Linked DNA regions of Mus musculus: regions 2, 3, 4, 5, 6 and 7 are each linked to region 1. The links are chromatin contacts, called in public Hi-C, HiChIP or PLAC-seq and promoter capture Hi-C maps. All regions are on one chromosome and are shown on one strand. The core of a region is the stretch at or near the end of the contact, and the rest is flanking DNA. Distances in the headings are between cores, read along the strand shown. Region 1 holds the start of St8sia2 (ST8 alpha-N-acetyl-neuraminide alpha-2,8-sialyltransferase 2). Region 2 overlaps Chd2 (chromodomain helicase DNA binding protein 2). Region 3 holds the start of Chaserr (CHD2 adjacent suppressive regulatory RNA). Region 4 has its middle 9.9 kb from the start of Gm30149. Region 5 has its middle 37 kb from the start of Gm26176. Region 6 overlaps Slco3a1 (solute carrier organic anion transporter family, member 3a1). Region 7 overlaps Slco3a1 (solute carrier organic anion transporter family, member 3a1).

Evidence for each region. Promoter capture Hi-C pulls out the DNA fragments that hold promoters and counts their contacts. Hi-C and Micro-C count contacts between places; a contact is called where the count stands out from the background. HiChIP or PLAC-seq counts read pairs in DNA pulled down with a chosen protein or histone mark.
Region 2: a contact with region 1 is called in a Hi-C map of embryonic stem cells, with 9 times the contacts expected there. The contact joins the enhancer-like site here to the promoter of St8sia2 in region 1. A contact is called at or near these places in 3 of 484 Hi-C or Micro-C datasets (embryonic stem cells, neural progenitor cells and palatal mesenchyme) and 2 of 115 datasets of contacts at active chromatin or transcription factors (astrocytes and forebrain).
Region 3: a promoter capture Hi-C map of embryonic stem cells shows a contact between it and region 1, with 2.3 times the contacts expected there. The contact joins the promoter of Chaserr here to the promoter of St8sia2 in region 1. A contact is called at or near these places in 2 of 39 promoter capture datasets (both in embryonic stem cells), 9 of 484 Hi-C or Micro-C datasets (all in embryonic stem cells) and 2 of 115 datasets of contacts at active chromatin or transcription factors (both in embryonic stem cells).
Region 4: a contact with region 1 is called in an H3K4me3 HiChIP or PLAC-seq map of embryonic forebrain, with 2.7 times the contacts expected there. The contact joins the enhancer-like site here to the promoter of St8sia2 in region 1. A contact is called at or near these places in 6 of 115 datasets of contacts at active chromatin or transcription factors (differentiating embryonic stem cells, embryonic forebrain, embryonic hindbrain and 3 more).
Region 5: a contact with region 1 is called in an H3K4me3 HiChIP or PLAC-seq map of embryonic hindbrain, with 5 times the contacts expected there. The contact joins the enhancer-like site here to the promoter of St8sia2 in region 1. A contact is called at or near these places in 10 of 115 datasets of contacts at active chromatin or transcription factors (craniofacial prominence, embryonic forebrain, embryonic hindbrain and 5 more) and 1 of 9 other capture datasets (embryonic stem cells).
Region 6: an H3K4me3 HiChIP or PLAC-seq map of embryonic limb bud shows a contact between it and region 1, with 5 times the contacts expected there. The contact joins the enhancer-like site here to the promoter of St8sia2 in region 1. A contact is called at or near these places in 3 of 39 promoter capture datasets (cranial neural crest, neural stem cells and second pharyngeal arch cranial neural crest), 1 of 484 Hi-C or Micro-C datasets (cortical neurons), 13 of 115 datasets of contacts at active chromatin or transcription factors (craniofacial prominence, embryonic basal ganglia, embryonic forebrain and 7 more) and 2 of 9 other capture datasets (liver and pancreatic islet).
Region 7: an H3K4me3 HiChIP or PLAC-seq map of embryonic forebrain shows a contact between it and region 1, with 6 times the contacts expected there. The contact joins the enhancer-like site here to the promoter of St8sia2 in region 1. A contact is called at or near these places in 3 of 39 promoter capture datasets (cranial neural crest, frontonasal cranial neural crest and neural stem cells), 9 of 115 datasets of contacts at active chromatin or transcription factors (embryonic basal ganglia, embryonic forebrain, embryonic hindbrain and 6 more) and 3 of 9 other capture datasets (embryonic stem cells, liver and pancreatic islet).

The regions. Positions count from the first base shown.
Region 1 is chr7:74,012,373-74,015,017 of GRCm38.p6, reverse strand. St8sia2 (ST8 alpha-N-acetyl-neuraminide alpha-2,8-sialyltransferase 2) reads left to right here and starts at 1,336. Exons shown (of 6, transcript NM_009181.2): 1 at 1,336-1,621. The coding sequence starts at 1,524.
Region 2 is chr7:73,516,253-73,518,897 of GRCm38.p6, reverse strand. The region is part of intron 3 of Chd2 (chromodomain helicase DNA binding protein 2); the gene reads left to right. Among named protein-coding and RNA genes, the nearest start is that of Chd2, 24 kb to the left of the region's middle. Within about 2 kb of position 1,292, at least 150 of the 459 cell types and tissues checked have an H3K27ac peak or open chromatin away from gene starts, as enhancers often do. A contact at or near this core is called in astrocytes and embryonic stem cells, where this site is marked.
Region 3 is chr7:73,557,103-73,559,747 of GRCm38.p6, reverse strand. It overlaps Chaserr (CHD2 adjacent suppressive regulatory RNA), which reads left to right and starts at 1,353. Exons shown (of 5, transcript NR_037569.1): 1 at 1,353-1,709. RefSeq lists a cis regulatory region at 782-1,871.
Region 4 is chr7:73,617,289-73,619,933 of GRCm38.p6, reverse strand. No RefSeq gene overlaps it. Among named protein-coding and RNA genes, the nearest start is that of Gm30149, 9.9 kb to the right of the region's middle. Within about 2 kb of position 1,308, at least 332 of the 459 cell types and tissues checked have an H3K27ac peak or open chromatin away from gene starts, as enhancers often do. A contact at or near this core is called in differentiating embryonic stem cells, embryonic forebrain, embryonic stem cells and 2 more, where this site is marked.
Region 5 is chr7:73,681,849-73,684,493 of GRCm38.p6, reverse strand. No RefSeq gene overlaps it. Among named protein-coding and RNA genes, the nearest start is that of Gm26176, 37 kb to the right of the region's middle. Within about 2 kb of position 1,318, at least 3 of the 459 cell types and tissues checked have an H3K27ac peak or open chromatin away from gene starts, as enhancers often do.
Region 6 is chr7:74,328,891-74,331,535 of GRCm38.p6, reverse strand. The region is part of intron 4 of Slco3a1 (solute carrier organic anion transporter family, member 3a1); the gene reads left to right. Among named protein-coding and RNA genes, the nearest start is that of Slco3a1, 220 kb to the left of the region's middle. Within about 2 kb of position 1,330, at least 33 of the 459 cell types and tissues checked have an H3K27ac peak or open chromatin away from gene starts, as enhancers often do. A contact at or near this core is called in craniofacial prominence, embryonic limb bud and second pharyngeal arch cranial neural crest, where this site is marked.
Region 7 is chr7:74,302,260-74,304,904 of GRCm38.p6, reverse strand. Slco3a1 (solute carrier organic anion transporter family, member 3a1) reads left to right here. Exons shown (of 10, transcript NM_023908.2): 8 at 1,608-1,783. Among named protein-coding and RNA genes, the nearest start is that of Slco3a1, 250 kb to the left of the region's middle. Within about 2 kb of position 1,359, at least 31 of the 459 cell types and tissues checked have an H3K27ac peak or open chromatin away from gene starts, as enhancers often do. A contact at or near this core is called in embryonic basal ganglia, embryonic forebrain and forebrain, where this site is marked.

The sequences.
Region 1 (2,645 bases), core at 87-2,586:
CTTGTCCTGAATCACACCACTACCACCAGTACCACCACCAACAACAACAACAATAAAAATAAAAACAGCAACAAAACCCAGCAGGCCTCCTGCAGAGACCACTCCCTTTAGCCTGTTCCTCAATGAAGAAGTGTGGGGAGCTCCCTAGACCTTCACACCTTGGCCTGGGAGAGACACGGGAACTACACTAAGGGAACTACTAGCTCCTCCTTGGAGTTGTTCTGGAGGACAACCGACTGGGCATCTCTGTTTATCTACAGGTGCTTCCCAAACAGTAGGGCACTGCATTGACATTCTCAACGCCTCTGACAAGCAACCTCTAGGACCCTTCACTAACCAAAGGACGATCTGGCTTCTTCTGAAAAGTTACATCCAGTGTGTGTGTGTGTTGTAATCTAGTTCTAGTAAAACTTAATGAATGGGTTCTTCCCTCTTGACGCAGCAGGGCAAAAGGTAACGGTAAAGTGAGCTAAAAGGGTCTGAAGCAGGGAAATCGTTCGGTATGGGGTGGGGGGGAGGAGCATCTCCCTTTGTGGGAAGTGTATTTTTCTAGAAGGCCTTTTGATCATGATAGGACTCCAGGGGTTTATTGATTAGACCAGAAAAGAGCACGAGCTAAGGGGATGAAGCACGTACAGTACCAGCCACAATGTGGGTACTATGCCTGCTCTTGGAAGTAGAGCAGGTACTACGGGGATCCCTGGGTTCTAGCCATGACCTCAAACAACTCGAGAGTTCCATGCTCCCGGGCTTGGGTCTATAAATGGACAGAGATGACCGCCCATAGAGAAGGTGGTGTTGTGCAGGCTGAGCACCTCGCCCACCAATTGCCATGAACATCGCTGGTGAAGTTGGCCCCTCTTGCCCATTTCTTCTCCCCTCCTCTCTTCCACTTCCCCTTTCAATTCGTCAACTGCTGAAGCGTAGCCCAGAGGATACCGCCTCCTCGCAGCGCGCCGGAGACCGTCCCCAAGGTGCTAGTCTTTGTGTCGGGAAAACTTTGAGAGGAAGCGAGGGCGCTGGACAAAGAGCGAGCGACGCTAGGCGTTTGCCAAGCAGCCCCGGGTGCTCCGAGTTGTCTGGCTCAGCTCAGTCTCCGGGTCGCTTTCGATGGCCGGAGCCCAGCCTTCCTAGGCCGGGAGTGGCAAGCTCCCTGAGCCCTCTCGGGCAGGAAAAGCAAAGGCGGGTGGGTGGCCGCTAGAGTTAGTGGGAGGAGACCAGGCAAGGCGCGGAGCAAAGCTGTCAAACTGCGCCTGGAGCCCAGTGCGGGGCGGGGGGGAAAGGGGGGGGGGAGAAGGAGGGAGGGGAGGGGAGGGGCGGGCAGGAGCGGAGAGAGAGCGAGCGGGCTCGCCGCGCCAGAGCAACCCTTGTCTGTTGCTGCTGCTGTCGCCTTGGCCGCCGCCGGCCAGGACTCGCCCGGAGCGCAGGGTGTGTGCCCTGCTGCGCGTGGAGCGCGGAGGCTCCTTCAGCCCCAGCTCCTCGCCCCGGCCCGCGCGCGGGTCCCGGAGGGCACCGACCCCACCATGCAGCTGCAGTTCCGGAGCTGGATGCTGGCCGCGCTTACGCTGCTCGTGGTCTTCCTCATCTTCGCAGACATCTCAGAGATCGAAGAAGAAATCGGGTAAATAGCCTCCCTGAGCCCGTGCCCCATCCCCGGCGGGATCTCTTCTTCCCCTGGGCTCCTTACTCCCCATCCGCTTTGTGTGCGCCGCGCCCCCCTGTCGCTCAGCTGGAGGGATAGTGCCGGCGGTTTGGGCTGGGGGTGGCAGTGTCAGGGGCCCGGGACGCTTTAGGGAGTGGATGATGGGGGCGCGGCTGCCGAGGGGCGTCCCCGGGCGGGGTGCACGGGCAGCTGTAGCCGCGCGGCGTGGGGAAAGCGGACTCACCCACCCTGCTCCCTGTCCCCTAGTCCCTTCCCCCGGCGTGTGCGCGCGCGGTGTCGCCGGGGTCGAGGGAGGGCGCCGGGGAGTGTCTCGGGCGGGTAGAAGGACGGAGAGTGGAGGCAGGCAGGAGTTTCTTTGTCTCCGGCTCGGCCGTTTTCTCGCCTTGGCAAAGTGGGCAGGGGGCGCGCGGGGGATCTCTGAGCTGGGGGAGGGGAATCCCCTGGCGGGAGATGAGTGGGAAGGGCTCCGTACCGACTCCTGGGAAGGGGAATGTGCCCTGAACACACCGGTACGCACCCACGCCTCCCGCCGGCCAGCCCAGGATCCGGGCGTGGGGGGTAGCACCGCTAAAGGTGTGGCGCGCGGTGCTGGAGACCAGGGCTCTCCCCTGGCTTTGGGTGCTCTGACAACCCTGCGACGGCCCCAGGCAACCCCAGGTTGCTGAGCGCTCACAGCCGGCGCCAAGACCCGGGGAGGTTGTCGGAAAGTCTCCAACGCCGCCCGGTGGGCTTCGGGGTCCCCAGGAGCGCGCGATCTCAGCTTGTCCCTATCTCTTCAGAGGTAGGCGGGACCACACCTCCAGCTGTGCCTGGTTCGGGACTTCTTGGAATGAGCTGTCTAACTGAGCTGGGCTCATCAATCAGGGTGTCCCGTGGGCTGAAGCTGGCTCCCGATCCTACAGTCTTCTGCACGCGGAGCCCGACCCATGTCCGGAGCCTCCAAACCGTGGTGGAACATGTAGGAAGGCAGCAAGGCTCTGAG
Region 2 (2,645 bases), core at 43-2,542, 500 kb after region 1:
AGGTGTCTGAACTTTTCTGGGGGTGGGAGGGAGGTGGACATAGGATATCATGTAGTCTACGTGGTCAGGATGACTCTGAACCACTCCTTCCCGTGCCTGCTGTTGGGATAAGAGGCTTGTGTTAGCCGGGCGTGGTGACACATGCCTTTTATCCCAGCACTTGGGAGGCAGGTGGATTTCTGAGTTCGAGGCCAGCCTGGTCCACAAAGTGAGTTTCAGGACAGCCAGGGCTATACAGAGAAAGTCTGACTCAAAAAAAAAAAAAAAAAAAAAAAAAAAGGCATGTGTTATCTTTTTTTGTGGTGTTGGGTTTGAGCATTGCTGATAAATAAGTACGTCATCAGCTTAGGTACTTCCCAGCCCACCACATAGGAACTTGTAAGATTTTATTTGAGGGCTGGTGAGATGGCTCAGTGGGTAAGAGCACCTGACTGCTCTTCCAAAGGTCCAGAGTTCAAATCCCAGCAACCACATGGTGGCTCACAACCATCTGTAATGAGATCTGACTCCCTCTTCTGGAGTGTCAGAAGACAACTGCAGTATTCTTACATGTAATAAATAAATCTTTAATAAATAAATAAATATAAAGATTTTATTTGAGAGATGTGTGTGAACAAAATACTTTGCTTTCACTTTAAAAAAAATAACATCTGAATAAAGTTTTGTTGTCTTTTAAATTTAAGCTACAGTCTAAAATGCAATTTTGTATTCATATTACTTTTCATATTATAGATGATATTAAATTGTAGGCAGTAGTGAAAAATTTCAGAGTATATGAAGTTAAAAGTCAGCCACTTGGAGCTCTTAAGGCAGAGGAGTTGTTTTAGTGTTCAGCAGAGTTGCTGCACAATGGTATTTGGCATTTATGTGGCATCAGATGGCTGATGGCTAGGAGTAGGGAAATTTACATTAGAGTTTGTTTGTTTACTTACTTATTGATGTGAGACAGGATCTCTCTATAAATCCATGACTGGCCTGCAACACTGTGTAGCCCAGGCACCTCAAACTCACAGCTGCCTCTGTCTTTATAGTATTGTGATTAAACACATGTGCCAAGATACCTGGCTTTGTGTGTGTGTATGTCTTACTTTGTAGCCCTGGCTGTCCTGGAACTATGTAGATCAGGCTGCCCTAAACTCATAGAGATCCCCATGCCTCAGCTGCCCAGGTACTGGGACTAAATGGCATATGCCACTACACCCTTGGCTTGTTTTTATTTACTGCCTACAGGCAGTTGTATGGAACTATGAGTAGCTTGGAGTCCTCACAGTCAGTAAAGGCGTCACAAGTTTTCTGCTGAGTCATACACAGAGTTTCTCCTCTGTAGCTGGGTGTGGGCAGAAAGGCTGGAGCACAAGCCTCCTTCTCTCCTTTCCCAGGTTGGCCCCCTGTGTGGTGAGCAGCTAGTTATCTGCCTCTTTCACTGTACTCCTAACTCCTGCCTGGGTATTTGGGATAATTCTAAAGTCATTATTTTGGGAATACATTGAATTACAGAATTACATTGGGTTCTAGTTCTGAAATGCCTATTCTTGGGCCACTTGTAACTTTTAAAAGTTGTTTTCTGTATCTGATTTTTGTTTGTTTGTTTGTTTGTTTGGTAGGTTGTTTTTTATTGTTTAATATTCTCTCCTTTGCTTAGTAATACTGTGGGGGTCTTGTTTGTTTTTTGGTTGATCTTTTATGAATTTTTGCTTTTTTACCCCATTTTCTACTTGTTTTTTCCCTAGTTAGGATTTCAGTCTTTAGCTCTGGCTGTCTTGGAATTCACTGTGTAGACTAGGCTGTCTGACTTTGAAAGCACACTGATGTGCCTGTCGATGCCTCCTAAGCACTGGGATTAAAGGCATGCTGCACCGTGCGTGCCTGGCGAGGCATGGGCAATGTAGTCATTATATTCAGACTTTGAAGAGAAACAGCGGGACCTGTTTCCAGTGCTGTCCTAGACTTGGAAATGCCTCCTGTTGTGGGAGTCATGCTCTCTCCCTGCCCTGCCCATTATACCTGGATGCTTTGTGATTGATTTCCTATTACAGTTTCAGAGAGAAATAGCCACATGGCTTAGAATGTTTACTGGCTGGCTCCCTAGAGAAAACACCCTTCCTTCCCTGTAAACATTCACTGGCTGTGCTGGCTTCTTGTCCTCTGCATATACATTGCTCTGAATTTCTGAATGTTTTCATGACATTTACTTCAGTTTCTGTTGTGTTGTGTTGTTTTGTTTTGTTTTGTTTTTCGAGACAGGGTTTCTCTGTATAGCCCTGGCTGTCCTGGAACTCACTTTGTAGACCAGGCTGGCCTTGAACTCAGAAATTTACCTGCCTCTGCCTCTTGAGTGCTGGGACTAAAGGCGTGCGCCACCATGCCGGGCTAGTGTCTGTTTTTAATAAGAGCCATAATCCTGCTTTTGCTTTTCTAACATCTCTTCCACATGTTTAAACATGATTAAACATCTTCACACCAGTGTGCCACAGTCCATTCAGATTCCTTTTGCTCTTCTGTGATTTTTATCTAAAAAGCACAGAGCATTTGTAAGCATAATAATCTCTGGGGAAGAGAGTAGAAAAACTAAACTCCTCAGCTGGACCCTCCTGTAGAGTTACATTTTCAAATCCTTGGTGAGAGGCAGAGTGCTAACTGCTGCT
Region 3 (2,645 bases), core at 104-2,603, 460 kb after region 1:
TAAGTGCTGTGACACTTAATGTGGACAGACAGACAGACACATACACACGCTCAAATTAACGTTAAAAAACATCAGGACAGCCAACACTATGTTAAAGAGACCTGATTCCACACCCCTCCAAAAGGGAACTAGAACGACTTTTGTGGTCCATGATCAAGTAATGTGATTTTTAACCCAGGAGCAAACTAAGTTTCAAGAGAATTTTAGAACTGTTCCTCTCATCTCAACAAGCAAGCCCCTTCTTAAAAGTGTTTTTCCCTCATGGAAACTAATAGCATATTTTCTTTTCCCCTAGCCCCTTGCCAAAAGAAACATTTCCACATTCCGCTTCTGTGCGAGAACAACTTCCTTAGATACTTGAGGACAGACGGTTCAGAGATTCATTTGTATTCTGCCTAAACTTGTTTCCAGGCAGAAGTGGGAAGAAGAAATGTAAAAGAGTGGAGTTTTTGAGAGGAAATGAAGCTTGTACTGTGTAATTCTCTGGGGGAAAGCTGGATAGACATGTTTAAACTACCACTTCAACAACGCTGCCCTAAAATGTGGGATCCAGCTAATCAGAATTAAGAGGCTGGTTTGTTAGGCCCTCAGGACTACTGGGCATGCTACTAGATTACCTCAAATAAGTGGTATATCAAGTCAGATATTAGGTTAGCGAATGTGCTGGTCATAACCTGCCTGTGGTCTGGTTCCTTAGGGGCAAAAAATCCTGAGGCTATGGCGCTTGCCCAAGAAGGAAGGTTCTGCAGTTTTTGCTTATCTTGTCAATCATGTCGTTTTCGCTCTATCACTTCCTCTTCCTTTGTGGACGAAAAAAATCTCAAGTCAGAAACAGGAAAGGTTAGCTTTTAATGGCTCGTCCGTACACAAACTACCTTCGAGGGTCCGCACTGCGGAGCAGAAAGTTACGTCTCTCCCCGCAAACCCAGAGTTTCACTATCTGCCAATCGCAGGTCAGGACTTCTCTCCTGAAACGCCCACGGGCTATGATTGGCATTAAATAAGCCCTATTGGTGCTGAGAACATGGAAGCGGTGGGTTCAGAACTGACCAATAGTATGCAGTTGGGGCGGGAGGAAGGTACGAACGAAGTGCGTGATGCCGCTCCGGGAAGCGAGGGCAGGAAGCTAGCCCAGCCAATGGCCGCCGCGGGCGGGTGTCGGCGCGCGTGCGCACTGGGGGTCCCGGAGCTGCAGGCGGGAGGTTGGGGGAGGGGAGCGAGCTGGAGCGCCGCGGAGCTCTAGCCGCCGCCGCAGCTCCCGCCGCAGCGAAGAGGCCATGTTGTGTGGTGTGTGGGGCGGGGGGAGGAGGAGGAGGGAGGAAAGCCGAGCGAGGAGACGGGAGAGACACCACACACGGCACAAGATGGCCGGAGAGGCAGCAGCAAGCCCAGCTGTCAGGCGGTCTGCCGCGGCCCGTGGGCTCGCCGCTGCGCTGGGAGCGCTACCCCGGCGTCCTGGAGGGCTCTGGGAGAGCGGGGAGGCCGCGGCTGGGGCGAGGCGGCCGCGCGCGATGTGGGAGCTCGCGGCCGGAGCGCCCGGGGAGGCCGGGCCCACGACGCCCGTGGCTCCGCTGCGGCAGCGGCGGTGCTGGTGTCGCGCGCGGCCGGGAGGCGGCTTCGCGCCGCGGGCGGGAGGCTGCGGCGGGCGACCCGTCCTGGACACGCGAGGAAGAGCGAGCCGATGGCGGCAGGGGCCGCGCTTCGACCCGGTGAGTAGCTCCCCTGCTCCCTTTATTGTCCTTTGTCCTTGGGAGGAAAAGCACGACGTCCTTGAGCGCGGGCGGGAGGGGCGGCGGGTGGCTGCCGGCTGGCTCTGCACACGCAGCCCCGGGCACTGCCGCGGAGGGCCGATGCCACGGGAGCACGGGGTCGGGCCACCGCGTTCCCGCTGCATACCCAGCCGGGCGCCGCGCTGCGGTCCGAGCCAGCGGGGAGAGGGCGGCGGCCGCGCCGTGGAACCCCTGCTTGCTCTGGTGAGTTACTTCGATACTTAGCGAGAAATAACAACAATCCTCCGTTGATGGGCTTTTAAAAATCTTTTCCAGTGAGGTGGGAACCCATCTTTGGGGTCGGATCTAAAAGAACAATGGAACCTCTCACTTCGCTTAAACCAAAATAAAACTTGTCTTTTTCCCCCCTTCTCCCTGTTGGGTGTTGGCTTTTAACTCTTTCTAAGCTGCTTTTGAGAACGGCTGTTAGTGTTCTAGATGCAAAGGTACCTTTCAGCTTGTTAAACGTCCGTGACGTTTGTTGTCTTTTAGAAAAGGCAAGTTACAGGAGTGCATCTAGTATTTCAAAAATGACGACGGCAACAAGGCAGTTTAAAGGAAGTAGATTTGATAATTATGGTGCAAGATGATGGCGTTTGATGAATACAGCTTATTTTTACCGAGAACTTTCGTTAAGACCATTTGACATCCTGATACTTGAACATAACCGTACTGTTTGATACTTTTTTAAATGAGTAGGTAAAGCCGTTATCAGCAACTTCTCACTTGAATGTTAAATCTAACTTGAGGCGGTTCCGACCCTTTACAAGTTAAAATTCATCTTGTTTAAAAGAGAGTGTATACTATTAGAAACCTTGGCCGTAAAAGTTAAGAAATATTCTAAAAGCAGAGCTCTTTAAGTTACTTAGTGTAAAT
Region 4 (2,645 bases), core at 59-2,558, 400 kb after region 1:
TTTTTTTTTTTTTTTTTTTTTGGTTTTTCAAGACAGGGTTTCTCTGTATAGCCCTGGCTGTCCTGGAACTCACTCTGTAGACCAGGCTGGCCTCAAACTCAGAAATCCGCCTGCCTCTGCCTCCCAAGTGCTGGGATTAAAGGCATGCGCCACCACCGCCCAGCTTTTCGAGACAGGGTTTCTCTGTGTAGCCTGGGCTGTCCTGGAACTCACTTTGTAGACCATGCTGGCCTGGAACTCAGAAATCCGCCTGCCTCTGCCTCCTGAGAGCTGGGATTAAAGGCGTGCGCCACCACGCCCGGCTAAAGTAGATTTTTATATTATAGTCAACAGAATGCAGGGAATCTGGAGCCATTTGGATTGGATTCTAGTTTTAACTCTAACACCGTTCTGAATATAACTCCTTATTTTCTTTGGAATAAATGCTGAAATAGTTCAAGTTGGAAAGTTACACTTACCCAAAAAAAAAAAACAAAAACAAAAACAAAAACAAAACAAACCTTTCCCGTCCGCCCTGGCAACCTACCTCCTTTATTGGAGGTGAACCATGTTGAAACTTGGTTGCCTTTGCTTCGTTTTTATGTATATACCGTACAAGCGAATGCGTGTACAATTTGGATTGTTTCAAAAACTCTAGCACGGTCCATGGAAATGGGAACCAGCTTCCTCTCTGACAAAGCAGTGAGCCAGGGAGAGTACAAGGCGAAAAGTACATGAATTGCCCATATTAAAGTCTGGCTCGGGCGTTAGCACCCCCACCCCAAGGCATCGTCATTATTAGAAGGGCTGCCAGGTACATAAAGGGTCTTCAGTAAGTCTCAAAATGCCCTTGGAGCGTGTTAAACGTCTGTCAGGTCTCCTTCACTCCAAAGCTTTCAGTTTAGGTGAGTGTGGGGAGACCTCCAAGGAGGTCCCTGAAGATGCTGACCAAGAGAACCTCACAGTAAAGCATCCGCTGCCCTAGATTCCGATGCAGGCTCCTCGTCCCGCGCCTTAGTGGTCTGTGACCCCGGGTGTGACCACTGTGATCCTGGGAGCCACCTAGGATGTCTAAGTAAGAGACCGCACGGGCCCCGCCCACAGCACACACCCGAGAAATGCTAGTCTGGAATGAAACGCTAACGAGAAATCCACATAGAAAGCAGAATACCCAGGACAGGCTGCGGTGGGCAGACGGGCGGCACGAGTAAAGTTTTTACACCAAGCGCCCGTCTCTGCCGCAGCGACCTTCTGATCACTCCGGAAGAGAGGCGTTCCCACGCCTGACGCGGGTCATCCTCCCCCTCGCAACCCGCGCACCCTCGGGATGGCGGCGGATGACGACGGCGGCGGCAGAGTGTGGACGTGCCTCGCGCCGCGCAGCAAATGGCGGAGGAGGCAAGGCGTGGCCCGCTGCGCCGCGTCCGGCCACCAGGGGGCAGCCGCGCGTCTGAGTCCCGCAACCGGCTGGAACCGGTCTGGCCGGAAGTTGGGCTGGGGCCTTCTCTTCCGCAGCCGCGCGCCACGTGGCCGGGATGGGGTGGGGTGGGGTGGGGATGGGGCGAGGAGGAGGAGGAGGAGGAATGCACGAAAACAACAAGATGGCGCCGCGGGGGATGGGCGCCTTGCCTGCGCCCTCGGAACCCGGAGCGTCCCGAAGGGCGGAGTGGAAGGGCCGGTCGGGGCCCAGCCTGCGGGGCGTAGCCGGCTTCCGCCAGCTTGGGAGGCCGCTTGGACAGGCCCAGGGTGCGGTCGCCAGCGCGCCCATCACGAGACCCCTGGCCGGGATCCAGGACTCCCTTTGGGCCTTCGCGGCGCCTTTCCTTAATTTGCTTTGTCCGCTTTGCATTTGTCCTCTGAGCGTTGTCGACCTCCTAGGGGAGCGATTAGATCAGGGCGAGGCCAACAGCGAGCAAGAGCAGGAAAAATGCTGACCGTGGACCCCGCCGGGGTCAGCAATGGTAGAGATGGAACCTGCTGGGAGGTGGACCACACCCCACCCCTATCCACCCCGGGGCGCTTCGGGACCTCCTCACTGTAGGGGCGGCCAGTGTGGCAGAATCCAAGCTTGTCTGTTTGGCTTTTGTGAAAAAAAGCAAAAAAAAAAAAAAAAAAAAGAAAAGAAAGAAAGGGAAATCTGGTTTTGTATGTATTAAAACGTAGGAAATTAGGCATAATTGTCTAGTATCCTGGAATTGCTGCGAAAGCCTGAAGCCTCCCCTTCCTGCCCAAATCCGTGTAACTCTACTTGCCCCACCCCGTAGACATTCCTGACCGGTGGAATTTATTTTAGATGGGCCTGAGGATCGCAGATGTGAGGTTTTGTTGGGTTTTATATCTTTTTAAATAAGTTAACACACGTTACTCTGAATGTGATGGTATATTTAGAATAAGACATTTGTCGCCTTGGGATTTGAAAGCCTTTTAGAATAGGTTTCAAATTCTTTCCCATATTTGCGATTTATGAGGCCTTTGGCCTATCTCAAAATAATAAGACCCCTCCCCTCTAAATAGCACCTGGCTCCCAAGGACCTTAGAAGTTTAATTAATAAATATTTTGGATAAAATGCGGAACTATTACGGTGTTAGTTGGGAGGGAGGGAGGAGAGTAGCTTAAGACAAATCTCCAAGCTCGTGATCAAAACAGCATCGATATTAAGTGGTAA
Region 5 (2,645 bases), core at 69-2,568, 330 kb after region 1:
GATATGTATTTTTGAGATATAAAATAAAATAAAATTTGTAAATATATTTTTTAAAAACCCATTTCATTGTCTTGCTGTTCCTGCTGCCTACAGTTTGCAGATATAGAACCCTCAGCTACTTCTCCAGGACAAGGTCTGCCTGCATCCCACCGTTCTGCCCATCAAGATGGCAATGGACTAAACCTCTGAAACTGTAAGTAAGCCCCAGTTAAACGCTTTATTTTATAACAGTTGCTGTGATCAGAGTGTCTCTTCACAGCAATAAAACACTGACTTAGACGAGGGAGAAGAACCACCCGTCCCTGTAGGCATAAGAATAAGTAAGTGTGTTGTGGATAGCCCTGGTGCGGTTTGTATTTTATGCTAATTCAGCTTCCCCCACAAAAGGGGCTGCCTGGGCCAAGAGTGAATCAGGACTTCATGTGACCCTTCTAATGAATACAAAAACCAATCACTTGGTGAGTAGGCAAGACTTCCGGGTTGGACCGAGGAACGACAGAAGGGGAGTGTGGGCTGGAGGATGGGAGCGTGAAGGTAAAAATACAGGTAGTGGAGACCCCCGATTAAGGTGGCGGATCTGTTTGGATCCGCTACCAGAGGACTTAACTTAGAATGGCTTATAATTAGGATGTTCGTTGTTGTGCCCTGTGATTGAGTTACCACTGATTCTGAACTAAGTTTGTGTGGTTTCCTTCACACAGCATCTCAACTGGGTTCAAGAGAGACAGGTACAGCAGCAAAGCATTGGTTTGCAAAAAGTGCACCCCCAAAGGCCATGGGAATTTGGAAGCATGGGACTAGCATGGTAGTGACCCGCCAGTGGGAACCTAGTGAGTCGGGTGGTGAGATTTCAGAGCTCCGGATCAGAGAGTTGGCCAAAGATGAGAACAAGGCCCACCGGAGCCTTGCCGGAGGTATCGTGCTTGGTGGTTTTTAATATTTCATGCTACATAAATGCAGTGAAGAAGTACACCAGCTTAGGAAAGCAGCCGTGTCTCCTCTCGGTTCCATGGCCTCCCCAGCTGTGGGTATTTGGCTAAATTTACAGCACCAGGCATGAATTCCCTCCGACTGAGCGAGTGAAATTAGACAGCTGTCAGTTACTAAGGTACAAGATAATGCTGTACACCTCTGGGGACACCTGGCCATGCTGGTCACTGTGGTTCTGGGAGTCACAGCTGGGTGGCTGCTTTTCTACTCTTAGCAGTTTATATATAATGCCTTCTGGCACTGAGACCAAGTCCTTAGGGAAGAGGCCTCCGGGTCAGATCCAGCTCGATTCTTCCAGGTCCCTTGTCCAAAGCATGTGTTGTCTTCCACAATAGGGGCTTTCCTTTACATTCTGGGAGGTAACCAAGGGCAACGGTAATGTCTTTTTTAATCCACTGTCATAGTACATCAAAAGTCCTATTGTCTGTGCATACATTCCTGCCTTGGATTGCCGGATGTGCAAAAGCAAGACTTCCCAAGAATCCATCGCTGCAATCTAATCTCCCTGAAGCTCAGGCAGAAGCGACCGATAATAAGGCTTCACAGCATCCAAATCCAAGTCTAAAGAGACTGTTTCCAACCAAGCACAGCAGGAGACTGGAAACCCAAGCAAACAGCAGCAGGCTTGCAGCAAACATGACTAATAAGACTTGGCTTACAAGGAGTGCTGATATTATCCATTTTGTTCCATTTCATTTGTAAAATCTAGTTGTACCTATTAAATGGATTTGACTATTGGACTCTGTTCAATCGTTCGTAAAACACTATTTGCCCTAGCCTTAGCAGTTAAAAGTCCCCAGTGATGTGCAGTGATTACTCACAAGTTAAGAACGCACTTCCTATTCTCCAAAAAACCTGATTTCGGTTCCCAGTACCCACATAGGATACATACCCTGTACCTCCAGATCCAGGGATCTGACACATTTCTCTAGCCTCCTGGGATAGTCCCACACACACGACATACATTCACACACACACACACACACACACACACACGCACACACACACACCTGAGTGGGTAAAAGGGTAGGAAAGATCTAGAAGGAGTTGAAGAAGGGGAATAAATATTATCAAAACATACTGTATAAAAAATGTTCACAATTTTTAAATAAAAATACAAATAATTGGCATCTGAAAAGATAACAGGTTGGGAGAGGAGGGAAGAAAGACCTAGACGGCTGAGTGGGACCCCTGCCCTTCTGCTATCGTGCTGACCAGTGAGTGACAAGTCATTTAGCCTCACTGTGCCTCATTTTCCATTTTAAGTGAAGTCTGCCTGCCCCACCTAATTCATGCGCCTATTTGTCGGATCGTCAGACAAAGGGTGAGAGGGGCATTTGGAAAATATTAAAAATACCATTCAATTACAATGACCAGGTACCATCGGAGAAGAAAGACAGGCAGGAAAGTCAGCTAGTCTCCATATGTAAACTCCTCAAGGGTCACCTCCTTACTTGTGGAGCAGATAGAGCCCAGGTAGGGACAGAAAACAACAGCTGGAGTCCCGGCTCCATCTTCTCAGCCCTAAGACTCAGCGACTGACTGAGCAGAAAACAATAAATAAATCAAGCAATCTCAACGGGAGATAAGGAGATAGCGCCCTTGGAATCAGTGAGGTCGGCATTACCTTTTTATTTTTCCTGTGTTCCAGGCTG
Region 6 (2,645 bases), core at 81-2,580, 320 kb before region 1:
GGCACACACACAGTCTCAAATTTGCTATGGCTCATCAACAATGATTGATCATGATGGATTCTTCACACCCAAGAGACCTTTAACTGTGAAAAGCAGATCACCCTCTGTGTATTTTATGTTGTGTTCATTTTCCATATTTCTTAAGCTACATTTTCAAACACTGCAGAGTCAACAGTTCTGGGAGTATTTGTACAACACTTTAAAACAATATGGATTTAACAAAGGAAAGTTTCCTAACATTTAAACACAGATTTTAAAAGCAAACACTCCTAGGCATTTATTTGAAATGATACTTCTAAGAAGTCAGATTGCCATAAATGTTTAAAAGGCCTGTAAAGTATACAAACGGCGTGCCCATAAAGACCAGGAAACTCTAAGCACAGTGTACCAGGATGAAGTGCGAGGACCTGAGGCTGTTTGTGTACCATCTTTGTTCATAGCCTTTGTAAAGTTTTGACTTTAATTTTTTTGTGTGTGCTTTCAGTTAACCCTAAGGCTGCCTTCCTAGAGCCTCAGAAACACATGTTGAACAGCTGAAGCCGCCATCTCTGGTTATCATCTAAATCCCCTTGGACATCAGATCCATGGCTCAGCTCACAGTAATCCTGAGCTTCCAGTCCTTTGGTCCAGTCCGGTGCTGTAACTAAACCCTTCAATCCTCCTCTCTGGAGAATTTCACTTTGGAAACTTGATATCTTTCCCAGAGATGATAAATTTTAAGTTTTGTATATCTGCCAGTCCCCGGCCTATTGTTCTGTCATTTTGATGCATGGAGCTTGTCTGTTAGCGTTATTAAAAACTTATGTGTCTCCTATTATTATTTTATTCTAATTAGATGGGCCATTTGGAGGTTTCGTCTCCTAGGAGATGCAATTGTGCCTGTGTAATTAGCTCTCTTCTTTAGGACAGCTGGCTAATTCATCACCTTGGAGTGCAGGGTTAGGTTCTCAGCCCACCTGTTTATTTTATGTGGCCATAGGCACTTAGTGGGTTTTTCTAATACTTAATCTCTGTGTCTGATCTTTTCCATGTGCACAGAGAGAAACAAGTGCACCCTGTCACTATTCCTTATTTTTGTTAGTAATATGAGTATAGTTAAATCGGATCCTCTTTGTGAGACAGGATCTTATGTATCTCAGGCTGGCCCCCAAACACATTATATAGCTGAGGATAATCTTAAACTCCTGATTCTCCTGCTGCTCCTCCCAGGGCCTGGGATAACCAGTATGTGCCACACCTGTTTTGTGTAGACTTGGAGATCAAACCCAAAGCTCTGTGTATGCTAGGCCAGCCACTCTCCCCAATGAGCCAGATTCCCTTCCAGCCCCGAGTCTAGTCACAAGCACACCGCTTGGACAATGTTTTCAGTAACCTATATTTCGCCTCCATCTTTGCTCTTTATAGAAGATGATTTATGATTTACATAAGACTTGTCTTCAAATTACTTGAAATCAGTTTACTTGTCTTACGCCATGGCACTTGATGAATCAGCTATATTTGGTTAATTATTTTGTAAATACCACTGGCTTCCATCTGTGGAAGTTCTACATCCACAAACCTAACGAGCCGCTGATTGAAACGCAGTCCACAGAAAACTGCATCTGTACTGAAAAAGTACAAATCTCTCCCTTGTCATCATCTCCTTGCACAGTGTGCTCTAGCAACTACTTGGGTAACATGCACCTTGTAGTTGATGTAAGTAGCTTAGAGATGATCTAAGGTACATGGGTGTGAGTTATAGACAAGTAGTATACTGTTCTATATAATAGATGTGAGCATATATAGATTTTGGTGTCCAGCAGAGACATCAAAATAAAGGTGTAAGGACTAAGGGGTTGGTTCAGTGGGTAAAAGTGTTTGCCATGTAATTATAAGGACCTGAGTTTCAATCCCTAGAGCCTACATAAAAGCTGGATGAACAGGACATGTGTCTAACCTCATGGAGATGGGAGGCGGAGACAGAATTCCCAGCAGCTCTGCAGGCCAGCTAGCCTGCCGTGTGTGGTAGGAAAACAGTGAGGAGATGCCTGTCTCAAGGTCAAAGGCGAAGACTGACATCCAAGGCTGTCTCCTGACCTCCATACACATGCCTTGGCACACAAGCATCTATGCAACACACACACACACAATAATAATAATAATAATAATAATAATAATAATAACAATAACAATAATAATAAATCAAATAAAGGTGTCAATCCTGAAGAGACAGGGCTGTTCTAGAACCATCCAGGATATGTCACCACAGCACAACTGAGAAGAGCTGGTTGAAGACTATGTGACAAGGTTAAAGCACCAATATAAGAGGAAGTGTCTGTAGCCCAGGAAACCACACTGTAAGAAAAATAGAGCCCCATAAGCAAGATAAGAGTATGCAACCTCCACACACTACTATTGGGCCCATTCAAGATGTAACACGGTTCATAAGCTTCAGAATGTGTATGCCAAAAGCCAACTGTCCTGGATCCTTAAGTGCCTGTGGCTAGATGCCTGGGAGCCTCTTCCAGGCTAGGTTGAATAATGAAGAAAGGACACCTGGGGTGGGGGAGGGAACCTATGTGGTAAAAGTTTAAGAGAAGAGTATTACAGTAGACTAAGAAGATCTAACATGGATGCAGCTGAGAGAGGAACAGGCTGGGGATGAG
Region 7 (2,645 bases), core at 110-2,609, 290 kb before region 1:
GAGCTGTAGATGGAGAGAAGCCCTGGTAAAGGCAGAGGCCAACCTGGCCACCTGTGTATCCTAAACCTGTCTTCTGCATTTCCTCTAGTGTCCTGCTGCATTGTGCAAGAAGTTTAAGAAAGTGTCCCAGGTTGTTCCTGTCTGACAGGTCCCATTGTCTCTGTAGGGCAGGTGTTGGTCAGGGCTCAGAGGGATCATGGGAAGAATAGAGGAACTGCTCATCTGGAGGATGAAGGGATGTGGTGTCTGTGGTAGGTCTCTTGGAAAAGCCAGGTAAAGTTTTTAGGTATAGCTTAAGTGGTGGTGGACAGGTGTCAGGCCTCAGCACCTGGAAATTGCCATAAACACCCAGGTATATAACAGGACTATTTACATAGATACCTACCCTGGCACACTATTTAGAAGATGTACAGCCAGAAGGTACCATCTATTCCAAACAACAATGCAGGAAAGCCCTAGTAGTTCCAGGGTTTGAGACACCACTGAAGCTATCTCATATGGAAAAAGACACCCCATGTCTGGAATATCCCATGATGGAAGAAAGGGAAAGCAGCGAGGAAGAGGAGAGAACCAAGTGCGAAGGGAGAAGGGCAGAAGAGAAGAAACACAGGCTTTATAGGGAGTCTGCCTGACCCCTCGGGAGAGTTTACCTGCTAGGCATGCGCTCAGAAAGCCAATCAGCTCTGGAAAGAAAAGCAATGAATCATTTATGATTGTTTTCGCTTTGTATTCATTAAAGGCCTCTGCACTATTATTATCGAGCCTTAATTGGCTTGGAACTCTGAACAGCCTCCTCCAGCCCCTGCTCCTCCCTCTGCGATCAGAAATTCCTGGAGCGAGCTGGCAAGCTTGCAGGAGAGCAGGAGAGCAAATTTTGCTTGGGAACGGGGGTTGCTGATGCAGAGCCTCTCAGAAGATCAAATGGAACGTGGTTGCTTTCCTTTCTCCTCTCTGATCATATATTAATAAATGTATCCCATCAGGGCTCTCGAGCTCCTCCCGGTAAGATCCTATCAGCTGCCAGAATCCCTTAGCTCCCCTTTGCTTCCTCAGCCACTGGACAAGTTTTCCAGGTTCCTTCTGTCATCAGGGTCTACCAGGCACAATGGCTTCACGCATGACAGCGTGTGTCCTTTGTTCTGGGTGCCATGCCAGGCACTGAACCAGCAACAGGATGTGGGGTTACCTGATTTACTTCTTTTAATACACTTCGGTGTAATTATAACTGCATAAAGGGAAGACAAATTGGCAAGTAATTACGATGTTAATTTGGCAATGTTTTATCATATTGTGGAAGCACAATTTCCTCTCTAATTGTATTGGGGGGGACACATTTATCTACACTGCAGCTTATTGAAGGTTTCTTGAGAATGGAAATGAAATACACAGGAGACAGGAAATCCAGCTCTCCTCCCCATAAATATTACTTTATTTGCATGTGTTTTTGCAGCCTCCTTTAAAAAAAAAATGCTAACTCGTTTATTCAGGCCCAATTAATGGAATGCCACAGAATGTATAATTAGGTTGTGACAGGCTAGCTGATGGATTGCCTCGGGTGTGGAAACCAGAGACACCCCCAGTTTAAATGGCTGAACCTTCCCTTTCAGAACCTCACAGGCTGTGCGTGCCTCACCACTGTCCCCCCTGAGAATGCCAGCGTGGTTCCAGGAAAATGTCCCAGTCCTGGGTGCCAAGAGGCCTTCCTCACCTTCCTCTGTGTGATGTGTGTGTGCAGCTTGATCGGGGCCATGGCCCAAACCCCTTCTGTCATCATCCTCATCAGGTAAGCTGTCCCTCCACCCCCAAGTCCCTGAGAGTCAGCTTGGCCTATGCCTTTCCACCTGGCACATTTTGGCAGGGCTCCCCAGCATCGGAGCTGTGTGAGTCTTGCAAGCAAGGTGAGAGGGGGCTGCAGACAGGAACACAGCAGCTGTAGGCTAAGAGGAAACAATCACAAGCCTTCCACCAATTGGGGCTTCTTCATGGTACACCAGGACAGTAGTAGAAGGGCACTTCCATAGTCTCCCAGGAATAACCAATGAGGCAACTTTGAGAAGTCTTCTATACTGATCTTTTTGGTAAGATTGTTGGTAAAATAAGATGAAAACAGTGGGCTGGGGAGATAGCCCAGCTGGTACTCCTGTCTCACAAGCATGGGACTGAGGTCCTTCCCTGTAACTCATATCAAACCTGGACGTAGTAGATCTTGCTTATAATCGTTATGGTAGTGAGATTAGAGATAGGCAGATCCCTGGAAGCTTGCAAAATTGTTAGTCTAGCCTATTCAGGGAAGTTTTAGGCCAGTGGGAGACTCTGTCTCAAAGCCAAAGGTGGAATGGAACAACGTTCAAGGTTGTCCTCTGACACACACACACGCATACGCTCACACACACACACACACACACACACACACACAAACACACTAAAATGGCATTAGATGAGCCAAGTTCTTATTTTTTTTTAATTTATTAGGTATTTTCTTCATTTACATTTCCAATGCTATCCCAACAGTCCCCTATACCCTCCCCACTCCACTCCCCTACTCACCCACTCCCACTTCTTGGCCCTGGCGTTCCCCTGTACTGAGGCATATAAAGTTTGCAAGACCAATGGGCCTCTCTTTCTAATGATATGTACTCACTGAT